3 separate regions of the Hordeum vulgare genome follow, and all the other regions are linked to region 1. The links are chromatin contacts, called in public Hi-C maps. All regions are on one chromosome and are shown on one strand. Each heading gives the region's core, a stretch centred on a gene start, on an enhancer-like site or on the middle of the called end of the contact. The rest is flanking DNA. Distances are from core to core; before and after follow the strand shown.

Region 1 (4,941 bases), core at 1,049-3,548:
ACGAAAAAGAAAAAAGAAAGAAAAAGTGGAAGTAATAAAAGAAATAGAATGATTAAAAATGTTAAAAGAGGTTGTGTGGTGTATTGGTTAGTACATTGTGCATTGAAATTGGAGGTCAGGGTTCGACCCACTCAGTGCTTACTTCTCCAGCTAGCATTTTTGGACACCGAAGAAAAAAAAAACACAAAGCTTCAATGATCTCGGTTTTGAAAACCTTCTAGAGGTTTCAACCGGTTTTTTCCTATTTCGAGAAACTTTTAGAAGATTTGTGAACTGTTTTTTTTTTCTTTTTTGTTTCTTTTTTATTTTCTGTTCATGTTTCAAAAGATGTTCTGGATTTTTAAAAAATATTCTTCAAATATGAAAAATATTCTTGCTTTTATAAAATGTTTCAAATTTCAAAACTTTATCATTTTACAAACTTCATTCATAAATTTGAAAAATGTTTTGGATTTTCAAAAATTGTTCTTCAAATTCGGAAAATGTTTTTGCTTTTTTGAAAAAAATTGATGTTTTCAAAAATTGTTGTTAATTCGAAAAATGTATGAAAATTGTTCTCAAGTTAGAAATTTGTTCTTGATTTAAACATGTTCAAAAAATTGTTAGGGCTTCCAAATTTGTTTAAGATTTTTTTAAAGTTGTTCTCGTTTCTAAAATTTGTTTTCAAGATTCAAAAAATCTTCATGCTTTTAAAATTTCTTCACACTTTCAGATTTGTTCTTCATTTAAAAAAATGATCAAATCGTTCGCGCTTCCAAATTTGTTTGGAGTTTTAAAAAAAAAATTGTTCTCAAGATTCAAAAAATGTTCAGGCTTTAAAAAATTGTTCGCTCTTCCAAATTTGTTTAGGAATTTTCAAAATTATTCTTAGTTTCAAAATTTGTTCTTAAAATTCAAAAAATGTTAGTGCTTTAAAAATTTGTCACGCTTTCAAATTTGTTTGGGTTTTCCAAATTTTTCCTCTTTTTAAAATTTTGTTCTCAAGGTTCAAAAAAAATTCATGTTTAAAAAATTGTTCATGATTTCTCAAAATTGTTCTTAGTTTCAAAATATCTTCTCAAAAATTTAAAAATATTTGTGCTTTAAAAATGTGTTCGCGCTTTCATATTTGTTTGGGTTTTTTAAATATTGTTCTCCTTTTCAAAATTTTGTTTTCAAGATTCAAAAAATATTAGTCCTTTACAAAATTGCTTGCACTTTTAAAATATTTTTTCTTTGGATACAAAATGAAAATTAAAAAAGGAAAGAAATAACGAACGAAAATAGGAAAGAAATTTAAAAGGAAAAAGGTATCAAAAAAAAAGGTAACATTTTTCCTTTTCTGTTTAGTTCCTTTTTTTTTCTTAAATTCAAAAAATGTTTTGATTTTTGAAAAATATTCTTCAAATTGTTTAAAATACTAAAAGAAAAGGAAAAAAAAAGAAAAAGAATACAAAATATTAAAATGAAAGGAAACAAGCAGAAAGGAAAAAAGAAACAAAAAAATTATTACATTTTTTTAAAACATAAAAAAAGTTGGGCCGGCCTAGTTAGGGCGAGTCCTTGTGTGTTGCACCTATTCCCTGCCACAATGAACGACAGGTAGAAGCTTCCCCTTTAACCACCGTCTGCAACGTCAAATAGGGTTTTGTGTGCCAGGCAGGCGTTCTTTCAGCCCGCCCCTGTCCTGAAGGGCAGTGCTGGTCAAAGCTGGCCAAACGGGTCGTGCTTTCTGGGCCGGCCCGGGTCGTGCTTTCTGGGCCGGCCCGAAAGCACGCCAGCCAGGCATGCCACGGGCCGAGCCCGACACGACTTAAATAGGCCGTGCCAGGCACGCGGCCCGCCTCGGGCCGTGCCTAGGCCTGAGGGTTGGGCACGCGGGTCGACACGGCACGGCCCGTTTATCATTTTATTATTTATTTATATATATATATATAGGGTAAAAAATCTAATAGGCCAAAAACGACCCAAAACACAGCCCAATATACTAAAGTCGGCCCAAAAACAGACTAACAGGCCAAAATTAGCCCAAATAACAACCTAAAATAAAAGAAAAACTAACAGACTAGGGGCCGGCCCGTATAGCCTCCATGCCGTGCCTGGCCGGGAGGCTGCGCCGGTGGGCCGGCACGCCACGGCCCGGCTAATAATCGGGCCCAAGCGTGCCGTGTCGTGCCGGCCCGGCCCGTTTGGTGAGGTGTACTGCTGGTTGTACCCCCACCTCAGGGCTAATTTGGTCATTTTTCACAACGAGGGGTACATTTGTAATTCCCCGTGAATAAAGCCCTAGGACTTGTTGGAACCAACACCTCACAAATTCCCCTCCGCTTCGCCTCCTTTGTTCTCGCTACGGCTCCCGCCACCGCGACGGCTAGCGGGCGCCTGCTCATCGGCGGCCACTCCACCGTTTCTGGTACTGCTGCTGGCTTTTGGTAAACTTGTTGAAATTGTGATCAGATTATCTCACACTGCAGCTAGATTTTAGATTAGTTTCTTCTTCCTGTGCTGATCGAATTCCAATCCTGTGCATGGGCGAGTCTTCCTATGGCGTGGTAGGAGCAGAAGATGTAGTCGCCATTGCGTCATTTTAAAGTTATCCCTCCGGCAGCCCCTCCTGGGTTCCTCCACAAACCCTGTCTTCCCCTCAGGCCACTGCCTCTCACAAACCACGCGGCCCCAAACCCTAGTTTACTGCATCTTGCCCTGCAATGTTTCCCCCCTCTAATCTCAGTTAATCTCTGATCGGGGGGGGGGGGGGGGGGGGGGGGGAGCTGCAGACAGTATGGGCTTGGAGGGTGGGGATCAGGACGATTTTCTTACAAAACTGCAATGCACGATTTAATGAGTCCATTTCTCAGGCAAAAATGCAATGTCCTACAAATCATTTTTGGTACTGGATGTTGCTACTTGTTTGACTGCACTACATGGTGCTGATTGTCTCAATGCAACTGCCATATTTTTACATTCTGTTGGCCGTTCATGTCGCTGATTGTTTGAGTGTTGCTGCAGTTAGTGTTGGTTGTATGTTTCACTGATTGTTTGAGTTCTCTTGTAGTCTTGTAATCCTTTTATATCCTGTTGATACTGAGGTGTACCTATGTCATAGTTTATACATTACACATATACAGGCATTTAAATTTTATGCTTAAGTAAATGAAAGGAACGAAAGAAGGAATATGATGGCAAATATTTTTCTTACCACAATATTTGCAGTAGCTGTACAATGCTTGTTCTGAGAGGATGCCATAGGAATTCCTACGGCGTATCTGGTGATAATGAATAAGGCATTGGCTTAGTTGGTTTTTGCTGAGAGATATGGTAATGATGATGGAGTGGCAATTTAAGCCTGCAGATATCTAGTTTCATCTGCTTCCTGTGGTATGCACATGTATTTTGGTCATATTGGAAGTTCTCATCTCACTCAGTGAGCATGTCTTCCGAGTTTTTCTATAGATAAATAAATCTATATAGCACTGACACGGATGATACAGTGCTTTGTCCTTTTAGGTACTCTACACATGCAAATGCAGTTAACCATAATTTAACATCTTCATGAAAGGACATTACATGATCTGGAAACGGATCCAGATGGGACCGGACTCCTGAAGCAAGTCGTCTATTTGGCTGGCTCCAAGGTGGAATCTGGATCTAGTGTTGAACCCGAAGCATGTAGTATCTGCCGGATCTTGAAATTCCCTGGGTACTTTCTCGTATTACAAATCCATTAATGCTCTTTAGTCTCTCTTATCTCTTCTTACACCTGAGACAACCCATCTGAGTCGCTGCCAAGATGCCCTTCCTTGAACAACCCATGTTTTCACACATCTTACTTTGGGCTCATCAAAAGTGGTCGGACCCTTCCCCAGACCCTGCGCAAGCGGGAGCTACGTGCACTAGGCTGCCCTTTTTTTTACTTTCGGCTCATCAAAGTCCTTCCTGCACATGGGCACATGGCAAGTTTTTCCTTTTCATCTAGAGTTCTCGAGAATGGCATTGTATTTACTTGACAAGATAATCAGTTACTTATCTATTTGTTTCTAGTGGCTTATGCCCCTTTCCAGTCATTCTTGTGTCACTAAATCGCATGCAGTACAGACTATACTGTGGTGTTGTACATCTACGAGCTGGTAATAGCCTGCTACAAACATTTTCTGGTGATAGCAAACTACGGTACTGCATAAACAACTTACGAAGAAGGCTGGTCAGACAGCTGATTATAAATAACAATCCGCTCTTCATTACTCTAATTAGTGCATAAGGTTCATGCGAAATATATAATGTTGTTCTCATGTCTTGTTTTGCTGGTATTGCCTTTTGACGTGTCACAAAATAGATGATCTTTTAGCAGTGACTCGTTCTCATATAGGACTTATGTAGTTTAATACAATGGAAATATATTTCATGTAAAATCTAATATTACTACTTTCATCTTACCAATCTAACTGTTATTTTATCTACTCCTCCCTCCGTTCCTAAATATAAGTCTTTCTAGAGGTTCAACTAGTGGACTACATACGGATGTATATAGACATATTTTAGAGTATAGATTCATTCATTTTGTTCCGTATGTAGACACCTAGTGAAATATCTTAAAAGACTTATATTTAGGTACGGAGGGAGTAATAGTCAAAGTTAAAAACTGCGCACTTTCTAGGAAGCTATCTATTTACGAACGGAGGGAATATATCATATGTGGTCTCATATACTAGGTTTTACACTTGAGGAATCTTGACTTATTGTTATGGAATCCAGTAATCCACAAATGTGTGTGTTTTTAGGTGTTTAATTTTCAGTTACTAAGAATTATTCTTTCCTTCTTAAATTGTAGGTCCTGATGCAGTAAATTTTCAGTCATAGTGTTTTTGAGAAATTGATCCAGATGTGCGCATCCGTTATCTGCTGTGAAGCTTGAGTCAGAGGATACTCATTTCCAGCTGATATCACTTCACGTGAGAGTTTTGT
Region 2 (4,941 bases), core at 1,635-4,134, 410 kb before region 1:
GGATGAAAGGTTCCAGAACTTGCATCCATGATCCATATCCCTAACTAGGACTTGTTGTCCATGCCAAAAATCACTGACCCTGCATGATCAAATTGACAATGGAAAAATGTTAGAGAGGGCAGTAGAGCATCACTTAGTTACTGACGGACGACTAATTCTTCATGCATGGTGTGCTTGGTGCAGGAGGCGTTGTTAATTACCTAGTGTTGGCAGCAAGACTGTGAGAGCTGCAACTCCGACAACCTTGAGGGGCAATCCAGTGGCCACCAGATCCTTGATGGTAATGTGGCCAGTGCTGAAGCCGACGACATTCGACGGCGACCCGGTGGGAAACAAGTACGACAGCTGGGCCCCGATCGCGCCGGAGATCATGAGAAGCGCGGGGTGCACCTCGATGGACCTGGCCAGCTCAGCAAACAGAGGCAGCACCAGCGTGGTGGTCGAGTCGTCGGACATGAACTCCGTGATGACCCCGCTAAAAACGCAGGCCACGGGCACGATCACCAGCGTCGGCGCGCCCTCGAGGAACCTGAGGCCGTCCGAGAGGATGCCGGTCAGGCCGCTGGTCCTGAAGCCGTCGGCGATCGCGAAGCCCGCGCCGAGGAGGAGCACGATGTTCCACTGCAGCTTCCTGCACTTGTCCCAGTCCATGAGCTTCTCGCCCTCGCTCTTCCCGCTCGGGATTATGAACAGCAGCGTGGCCATCATGATCTGCGTCGCAAGTGATTTGCTTTGCTCCTCCATGAGATCAGGTTATATATATATATGTAGTGTTACTGCTCAGAAAGTTTATGATTATCTTGGGCACTTACCGTGACTGTTCCATCCCCAACTTGATTGTGGAAGAGAACTCCCCACCCAGGAATGTCGTCTGTTAGGTTCCTAGTCATCCATAACACAATTAAACCCTGCAAAAGTTGCCCATTTCGATGAGTTCTTAACGATTTATTATGACCAAGTAGCAGGTCCACATTGTGCGACAGAAAGCAAACACTTCTTTGTTCAAACTTCTATTGGCATGGAAAATAAGTGAATTTACCCCAAAGACAGCCAAGACCATCTTCTCCGCGAAAGCCATTGGACCTGTCATAGAAGATGATGCTAACCCTCATCAGAGAGACAACTACAGTTCGCCTTGGACAATGTATTTGTGTTTTGAGCTAAAAAAACTACTGGAACTGGGAAAGTGCCCCTTTGCTCCAGAGCTCAAATGATGAGCTCGATGAACAGTAAATTAAAAAAGAATCGAAACAAATTAAAAAAATGAATTCTTCTGTAAGCAACATTGACAAAAGTTTCAAGTGCATGAAAAAAAGTTGACCTGAAATAACATTTTCATAAGGCGTGAAAAAAAAAATCAGACTCTCAAAACGCTGTATGCACTTAAAACTTTTATAGATGTTATTAAAAAAAATATATATATTTTTCGAATTTACTGTTTACCGAGGTCAAATGAGCTGGGGAGCAGAAACTCTACGTCCATATAACTGAGACTTCTTCCAATCAGAATCATCCAAATGCTAAAAATTTACGAAAAGTCAAAAGTCAGTTAGGTCACTCATGTCTCTCTGTTGATCGAGAAAAGTATCACGTCAAAGAAGATTTTTTTAAAAAAAAAAAAAGGATTATCCCCGACCGACGATGCATGCAGCCATGGTCAAAGAAGATGAGATGAGAGAATAAAAAATGTTTACTGAAGACAAGGAAGGAAAGGTACTGTACCTAACAAGCTGAGCTCCCTTCTGAGGTGGCTTCCGTCGAGGTAGGCAGAGAGCGCCTTTCCGGTGTTGTTGGAACAGTACATGAAGCAGAGCGTGACCCAGAGCGCCAAGAACATGGCCAGCGCCACTGGGAGGCCAAAGCTCATCCACGAGCTGAAGGTGATGGGCTCTTTCTCCGGAAAGTACGCCGACCACATCCCCACCAGGATGATGTTCACTCCGGTGCCCGTCAGCGTCGCCATCCCGCCCACCGCCGACGCGTACACCACGCCCAGCACCACCGCCTTGGAGAACCGCCGCACCTCCTGCTCCTCCTCCTCCTGGCCGGCGCCGGCGCCCCGCGGGAACCGCTGCAGGATCCCCGTCGCCACCGGCATCATCATCACCGTGCACGCCGTGTTGTGGATCCACATGCTCACGAACGCCGTCGTGCCGGTGATCCCCAGCAGCAGCAGCGACGGCCGCACCGGGTCCCCGCAGAACCGCAGCGTGATCTGCGCGATGCGTGGTGATCAGTTTAGGCGTCAAGAATTCTAGCAAGCTACGCGCGCGGTGGAAATGTTAGTTAAGTATTAGCGCACGTTGAGAGCGAGGCGGCGGTGGATGTGGTAGCGCTCGATGGCGAGGGCGAGGATGAAGCTTCCGAGGACGAGGGCGATGACGTCGTCCATGTACGCCTTGGCAACGGAGTCGGCGGAGGAGATGCCAAAGGCCGGGAACAGGAAGAGCGGCGCCATGGACGCCACGCCGAGGGGCACGGCGTCCGTCACCCACCACAGGAACACCCACGCCAGCACGCCCAGCATGTTCCGCGGCGCCGCGCCGGCGCCGCCGAGGTCCACGAGCGCGCATATGGCCGCGCACGCCACGGGCCCCGACGCGATCGCAGGGTACTTATGCGCGAGGAGAGCCCTCAGGCGCGACGAGGCCGGACGTCGTCCCCCCGCCGTGGCCGTGGTCGTGGCGTCGTCGCGATGCACCGGCAGCAGCAGGGGCGTCCCCGCGTCCTCCGACGAGCTCCCGTCGAAGCTGCCGGGCTTCTCCATCGCCCTCGTCGTCGTTTTACCGAGATGTACGTGTCGTCTGCGGTGTGGGTTTATAGCAAGGCGAAGCTCGAAATGGCGTGACAAGTGGCAAGATAATTCGCTCAGGTGGCCACGCCGGCACGACGGCCAGGAAATCAGGAGGTGACGAGTCGCTCCAGGAGTCTCTTTCGGTGGCCACACCGATCATTGCTCGTTCATAATAACTGGTAACGAATAAGATTAAGCTCGAGTCGGATAATAGTAACAGAAATAACAATATTAAGCAAGATTTTGTGGTGGCAATCGTGCGGAATGTACTGATGAGTGATAACCACCAGTCCAAGAGCAACAAACTGATAAGTGAAAGGAAAATAATGTCGTGCACCCACCAGGCACCGAAGGGCCATAATTTGGACATGTTAGATGCTGCTGCGTCACGCGACGTGAAAACGATACTGTCGACCGCTGAATGGCAGAAATATGTTGCCAGTGAAGTGAGCGCCTCATACGTCTCTCATGGCCCCGACGAGGTTGATAGGGCATAGTCACGACATCATCATCGACAATCTCGATCTGGATCGACTTGCCAAATGGTGGGTGGGCATCAGTTCATGCAACCAATTAGTGTACCAACCATACATGTATTTCAGGCTTGGCGTTTGGGTTTACCTGAAATTCGGGATCAGATAATTCGGGTCATAGAAAATTTGGTTTTTCAAAATTAAAAACTAAAATTTGTCCAATTCTTTTATACCTGGGAATTCGCATAGCCGAAATATCAAGTTAGTGTTCGGGTAAACCTGAATTACCCAAAATAAATTACATAGAAAGAAGAATGGGGATATGTTAGTTGTCGCCTTGGTGAACAACTAAAGATGGATGCTTCACATCTTGGTTGCCTCGCTGGAGAGCCTATCGGGAGCCTAAGGCTCGCTTGTCGCGGGATGTCACGTTCAAGATGCGATTCTTTCCTTAGTTGATGCCTCACCCCCAAATAAAGAAAGAATCGCATCTTGGACGATGCGACTCTTTTCTTATTTGGGGGCGAGGCCTCAAAAGGGGAAAGGGGCGCATCTAAGTGTTTCGTAAGAACGGTAAACATTGCAATACCCACAAGAGGGGTGAGTAATAAGATTTGGCTTACACTCGCCACAATTAAGTTACATGATTCACACAACATTTATTCAAATCATTCAGAAGGCAGGGTCCGACTACGAACAAGATAAACAACAAAAGCAATATTCCCGCCTCGCTAGGCTCACAATCACGACCAAGGACCTCTAGTCGTCGGGGTACGTCACGTACATACGGCCACTGTCCTCGTCAAACTCCCACTTCAGCTGTGTAGCCACGAAAGCATCTGTATCTGCTGCACCTATACATGTGGGCTGATTGTAGTAATCTGTGAGCCAAAACAACTCAACAATCTCATGACCATGATAGCGAGTCTTACTAAGTTATTAGGTGAGGATGGGGTATGTGTTTGAGTTTGCAGCAGCACTAAGCATTTATGGTGGCTATATTACGAAGAACATGAAGTAGTTTGGTGCTCTACGCATGACGGTCAAAAATCTAATATAATCACTAGGTGATTCTGAACACCTACTTACGTCAGTCATAACCCCACCGTGTTCTCGATTAGAAAAGGAGCTCTGAAGGAAACAGTCATGGTTACACACACAGTTGGCAGGTTTTAGTTAAGTTATTTCAAGTTATCTAGAACCCTGCACGACTTTTCATGGTTACGCACATAGTTGGCATGATGTTAACAAAGTTTACAAGTTTGTCACATAACTATGGACACGGCTTTTCAAAAGATTTAACCCTGCAGGGGTGCTCCAACTAATCCATCACAAATTTCAACAAGATGCATAGAAATCCTCGATCACGAAACTCGTGATCTCCTCAGATTCCTTAGTGGAAAAAACCTCAACTCTGAGAAAACCCAAAGTCTCACCCGAATCCCGATGCACAAGATATTTCATAAAAGGTAAAACTAATCCAGCAAGGCCGCCCAGCATGTGATGACCCACAAGTATAGGGGATCTATCGTAGTCCTTTCGATAAGTAAGAGTGTCGAACCCAACGAGGAGCAGAAGGAAATGAGAAGTGGTTTTCAGCAAGGTATTCTCTACAAGCACTGAAATTATCGGTAATAGATAGTTACGGGATAAGATAATTCATAACGGGTAACA
Region 3 (4,941 bases), core at 964-3,463, 340 kb after region 1:
AGACACGCCATAAAGTGCCCACCAAATCGCTACACTATAAATAAAAATAAAATACGCTCTCTCATCTCCTCCATCCGTCAAACTAAATATTTCACTAGTTTCGAAATATAAGGGATATTAGTTTTTTGGAAATTTAAATTTCTTTAGCTTTAACCAAGTTCACAACAAAAATATCTACATCCACAATATACAAAAATGGAAATTCATTTCATGATGAATCTAAAAATACCGATTTGATATTATGGATTTTGATATATTTCACTAATTTTTCTCTAATTTAAAAGGTTTAACTTTTTAAAAACTAATAAACCTTATATTTTGAAAATAATGATTATTTTTTTATGAAGCCTAATAACGCCTACTTCCTCCGTTCCTCAATATAAGTTTTTTTACACATTTTACTACAGATACATACAAAGTAAAATAAATAAATAAATCTGTATTTTAAAGTATGTCTATATACATTCTTATCTAGTCCATAGTATAATCTTTAAAAATTATATTTAAAAACGAAGAGAGTACGAGACAACAAAGTACGCCCAACCGTGCGGGTACTATTAAATCGTCGGAACTATAAAATTACGGCGATTATATGGGATTGGACCGTTTTTACTATTAGAATAGACACCGTAAACGAGGCCACACCCATAAAAATTTTGCGATGGCCGTAAACGCGATCCCGCAACCACTATATTTGCGGGTTCGACCGTTGGATACGGGTCCAAACACTATCCCTCCGCCGCCGAAAAATCCCCACACCTCACCGCCCGCGCCTCAGATCCGCCGCCGCGCATCTCCATTCCGCTGCCTAGCCGCTCCAATCCACCGTCCAAGATGGCCAACTCCGGTGGCCTCGCAACGACGACCCCGAGAGGGCTCGTTGCGTCAGATCCGACGTCGCGCGGAAGCGCGACGCCCTGTGGTACACGCGATGGGCCTGTTGTCGCCGCCGTCACTCCTCCGTCGCGAGACATAGGAGTACGATCGTGCGCGCGGCCGCCTCTTCCCCGACAGCTCCTCCGAGGCGTCGAGCTCGCGCTCGCGCTCCTCCCTCCCCCGATGAAGTGGGAGCTAAAGGAGCTCCTGTTGGTGAAGATGAAGCCGGAGGCCAAGGCGGGGCCGGAGCGACGTGTCGGGGGCGTCGTTGGACCGGAGGACTTCCTGCCCCTGGCGGAGGCGTACACCCTTTTGCCCGCGCTGCTAGTGCACAATGCACGGGAGGCGGAAGAGGACCGGCAACGCCGTCGGAGGGACGAGGAGATCGACACTATGCTCTACGACCAGGGTGTCAGAGCAGCCCTCGCCTTCGGCGACAAGGTGGAGGAGTGGCGCCGTGAAGCCACTGTGCAGGAGTGCATTTACGTCGAGCTCTCCTTCTCCTTCGACGACACTGAGCGCTGCCGCATCTACTACGGCACGAGCTCGAGTGAGCTCAATTTTACATAGTGCGGTAGGGTAGTTAGGGGGTGTCTGTTTCCAGGAACTTTTTGGTGTAGGGACTAAAAAATTCCCTTTTAGTCCCATGTGAATAAACAGGAGGGACTTTTAGGGACTAAAAGGGGGTATTTGGGACTAAAGGAAGAAGTCCCTACGAGAGGGTCTTTTTGGGACTTTTTTGGCACTTTTTCCAACAATGCCCCTACTTTTAACATGTTATTTAATAACTACTACTACATTACTAGGGGTAACATGGTCTTTTTGCATGTCATTTAATGATCTCTAGTCCCTATTTAGTCCATGAAAACAAACGAGTAGGGACTACAGACTTTTTAGTTGGGATTTAAAAAAGTCCTAAGACTTCTGAAACAAACAGGGCCTTATTAGCTCGGATGAGCTCAAGTAGAGTTAGCTTAGCTCTACCCCTCTAGTAGTTGTGCATGACAAAATGTAGTATGTATGATCATGTAGTATGTGATGAACTATGAATAAGTGTGGTTGCAATTTCTCCCGCGAAAACTTTTTTTCAAATTATATAGTTTTACAAGGTCTGTTCTGCAACGCAAGATTTCGTCCCGTAAAACTTCGCTTCGTTGAACTGTAAACAAATTTTACGGATCATAAAAATGCTGTAAGCTGTACTAACTTAAACCCCCCTTGAAAAAAGTAACTTGAAACCGAAGGATGTGGTAGTGGATGCATGATGAACGCGCTTGCTCCAGGGCAAAACGGTCATTTTAAACACTCTTCCAGCCTCTACTAAAAGCTTTGCTCTGCAAGCTCACTCCACTCAGCAGTGTCTCCACTCCACTCGAGACAAAGCCATGGCATCTCCCGCTCCAAGCTCGGCAAGTCCGCTCCTCGCCATCGCCATCCTCGCCGTGTTCGTCTCCGCCACCACAGCCGGCCCGGCGTGCTCGGAGTCCGACCGTGACGCGCTGCTGTCGATCCGCGCGGCGCTGTCGGAGGCGCACCTCGGCGTCTTCTCGTCGTGGAAGGGCGCGGACTGCTGCGCCAACTGGTACGGCGTGAGCTGCGACCCCACGAGCGGCCGCGTGGCCGACCTGACCCTCCGCGGCGAAGGCGAGGACGCCGTCATGGCCCCCGACGGCCACCCCGCCTCGGGCGTCATGTCCGGCTACATCTCCGACCACGTCTGCCACCTCGACGCCCTGTCCTCTCTCATCCTCGCCGACTGGAAGCAGATATCCGGGCCCATCCCGTCCTGCGTCGCCACCTCCCTTCCCAACCTCCGTATCCTCGAGCTCCCCGCCAACCGCCTCACGGGCGAGATCCCGCCGTCCATCGGCAGCCTCTCCCGCCTCATCGTGCTGAACCTCGCCGACAACCTCCTCTCCGGCGCCATCCCCAGCTCCATCGCCTCCCTCGCATCCATCAAGCACCTCGACCTCGCCAATAACCAGCTCACCGGCACTATCCCAGCCAACATCGGCAACCTCGCCACGCTGAGCCGCGCGCTGCTCAGCCGGAACCGGCTGTCAGGGCACATCCCTCCGTCCGTCGGGACCCTCACCCGGCTCGCCGATCTCGACCTCTCCGAGAACCACCTCACCGGCGCCATCCCGAACAGCCTCGGGTCGTCGGGAAGCGGCGTGCTCACCTCGCTGTACCTCGGCGGCAACCGCATCTCCGGGCGGATCCCGGCAGGGCTGCTGGGGACGAAGGGGCTCGCGATCGTGAACCTGAGCCGGAACGCCGTGGAGGGCCCCATCCCGGACGCGTTCACGGGCAAGTCCTACTTCATCGTGCTGGACCTGTCGCGGAACCGGCTGACCGGCGGCGTGCCGCGGTCCCTGGCGTCGGCGGCGTACGTGGGGCACCTCGACCTCAGCCACAACCGGCTGTGCGGTACCATCCCGGCGGGTCCGCCGTTCGACCACCTCGCCGCCGAGTCCTTCGCCAGCAACAGCTGCCTCTGCGGGGCCCCGCTCGGCAAGTGCACGTGAACGTCCATACGTGACGAGAGGTGGATCGCGTCGGCCCGACTTCGAATGATTTTTACTGATGATGTGCCGTAGCCATGTACCAAGGTCCAAGTACCGTGCGGCGCGGGGCCTGCCCTAACTTGAACAATAGTTTTTTTTCTTTGACTTGGACTATAGGTTGGGTATATGGAAGAAGATAAATTTAGTGTACTACCGATCGACGATCGTGTGTGAGCGAGGAAGCGGCAAGGAAATGGAGATAATCCCTCCTCCTTCCTCCCTTCCTCTTCATTTTCCGTTTCCATTTGCCAGTGATTTCCATGTTTTTTTTGTGGGTTGCAGTGATTTCCATGGCTACTGGAGTGTGCTGCTACTATCAAGTTGGGACTGTTACAGGGCTACAAGCTTCTGTCAAAAATATGTTTTTTTTTTGGTATTTTTTAGCATTGCTCCCGCAGTTGCGCATAGCACATGCCGACATCAAATTTAATATGAACACGTGAATATGATAATAGTATGAACCTGTAAACTCGTGCTGCATAATCACCGGAATGTGATTTTGGCCGCTCTGTCATTACTTCCACCAGTTATCTAGCCCGGCTTCCTGGTACTCTGTCCAGTTCCTTAACAAACACTGCACAGTAACAAGTGCAGCTGCTCCTGTCGTGTTCCATGAACACCCGGAAAATTATTTGAAGCTACAGACGGTCAGGCTACACAGATAGACAGCCCACGGACGGGCCTTTTTTTCCTTTGGTGAACTTTGACAGCTTATCGTTTCGTACTACTACTGCTCTTTACTACCCGCTCAAGATCTGAGCAATAGCCGTGCTTGGAAATGCATTGGAATTTTGGACCACTCTCCCTTTCAATTTCTCTAGATCGAAAAGCAAAGCATCTTCAACACAGTACCGTTGCACATGGGGTAGCTTTTATTTTTCCCAAATGATAAAGAAAATCTGAAGTTCGTTTTTTGCACTTTCCAAACCAACGACATGGGGCCTACATTTTGATTTGTACTCCATCCGTTCTTAAATATAAGTTTTTTTAAAAGTTTCCATTAAGACACTACGTACGAATGTATATAGACATACTTTAAAGTGCATATTCATTCATTTTGCTTCGTATGTAGTCCTCTAGTGAAATCTTTAAAAAGATTTATATTTAGGAACGGAGGGAGTACAACGAATGTTGTGACACGTCCCTCGCCACCTCAGCATCAAGTCGTCAACGGGTCAACGAAAAAGCCCCCCCCCCTTCCCCCAACCCACTACTTAGGTCGGCCTTTGTCTCATTTCCCCCTCCCACACTTCTTGATTCGGTCTGGTGCCCCTGCGTTGCTCTGCCGCGAGCTTACTTCTGACCCGAGCAACATTGGTCGACGCGGCAAGCCCATCGCACGAGGGAGAAGTCTGAGGTCGGCATTGACAAATGAAAAGCAGACGAGCCATAAATTCCTTCGCCGAGGTTCATTTTAGTGCCTCGTTATGCTTCTTTTCCCTTTTAAAGGGTCATGAAACAAAAGTTGAACATCCATCTGTCTGTATTTTATGCATCT

What was found. Hi-C and Micro-C count contacts between places; a contact is called where the count stands out from the background.
Region 2: a Hi-C map of leaf shows a contact between it and region 1, with 6 times the contacts expected there. The contact joins the promoter of LOC123412190 here to the promoter of LOC123407154 in region 1. A contact is called at or near these places in 4 of 6 Hi-C or Micro-C datasets (leaf and seedling) and 1 of 1 datasets of contacts at active chromatin or transcription factors (embryo).
Region 3: a contact with region 1 is called in a Hi-C map of seedling, with 4 times the contacts expected there. The contact joins the promoter of LOC123407693 here to the promoter of LOC123407154 in region 1. A contact is called at or near these places in 2 of 6 Hi-C or Micro-C datasets (leaf and seedling) and 1 of 1 datasets of contacts at active chromatin or transcription factors (embryo).

What each region holds. Positions count from the first base shown.
Region 1 is chr7H:170,957,323-170,962,263 of MorexV3_pseudomolecules_assembly, forward strand. LOC123407154 reads left to right here and starts at 2,299. Exons shown (of 3, transcript XM_045100222.1): 1 at 2,299-2,392; 2 at 3,539-3,679; 3 at 4,808-4,941.
Region 2 is chr7H:170,544,566-170,549,506 of MorexV3_pseudomolecules_assembly, forward strand. LOC123412190 (tonoplast dicarboxylate transporter-like) reads right to left here and starts at 2,885. Exons shown (of 6, transcript XM_045105129.1): 1 at 2,303-2,885; 2 at 1,723-2,215; 3 at 1,040-1,083; 4 at 813-908; 5 at 201-711; 6 at 1-79. The coding sequence starts at 2,767. The coding sequence ends at 45.
Region 3 is chr7H:171,300,848-171,305,788 of MorexV3_pseudomolecules_assembly, forward strand. It overlaps LOC123407693 (DNA damage-repair/toleration protein DRT100-like), which reads left to right and starts at 2,214. Exons shown (of 1, transcript XM_045100883.1): 1 at 2,214-3,784. The coding sequence starts at 2,262. The coding sequence ends at 3,404.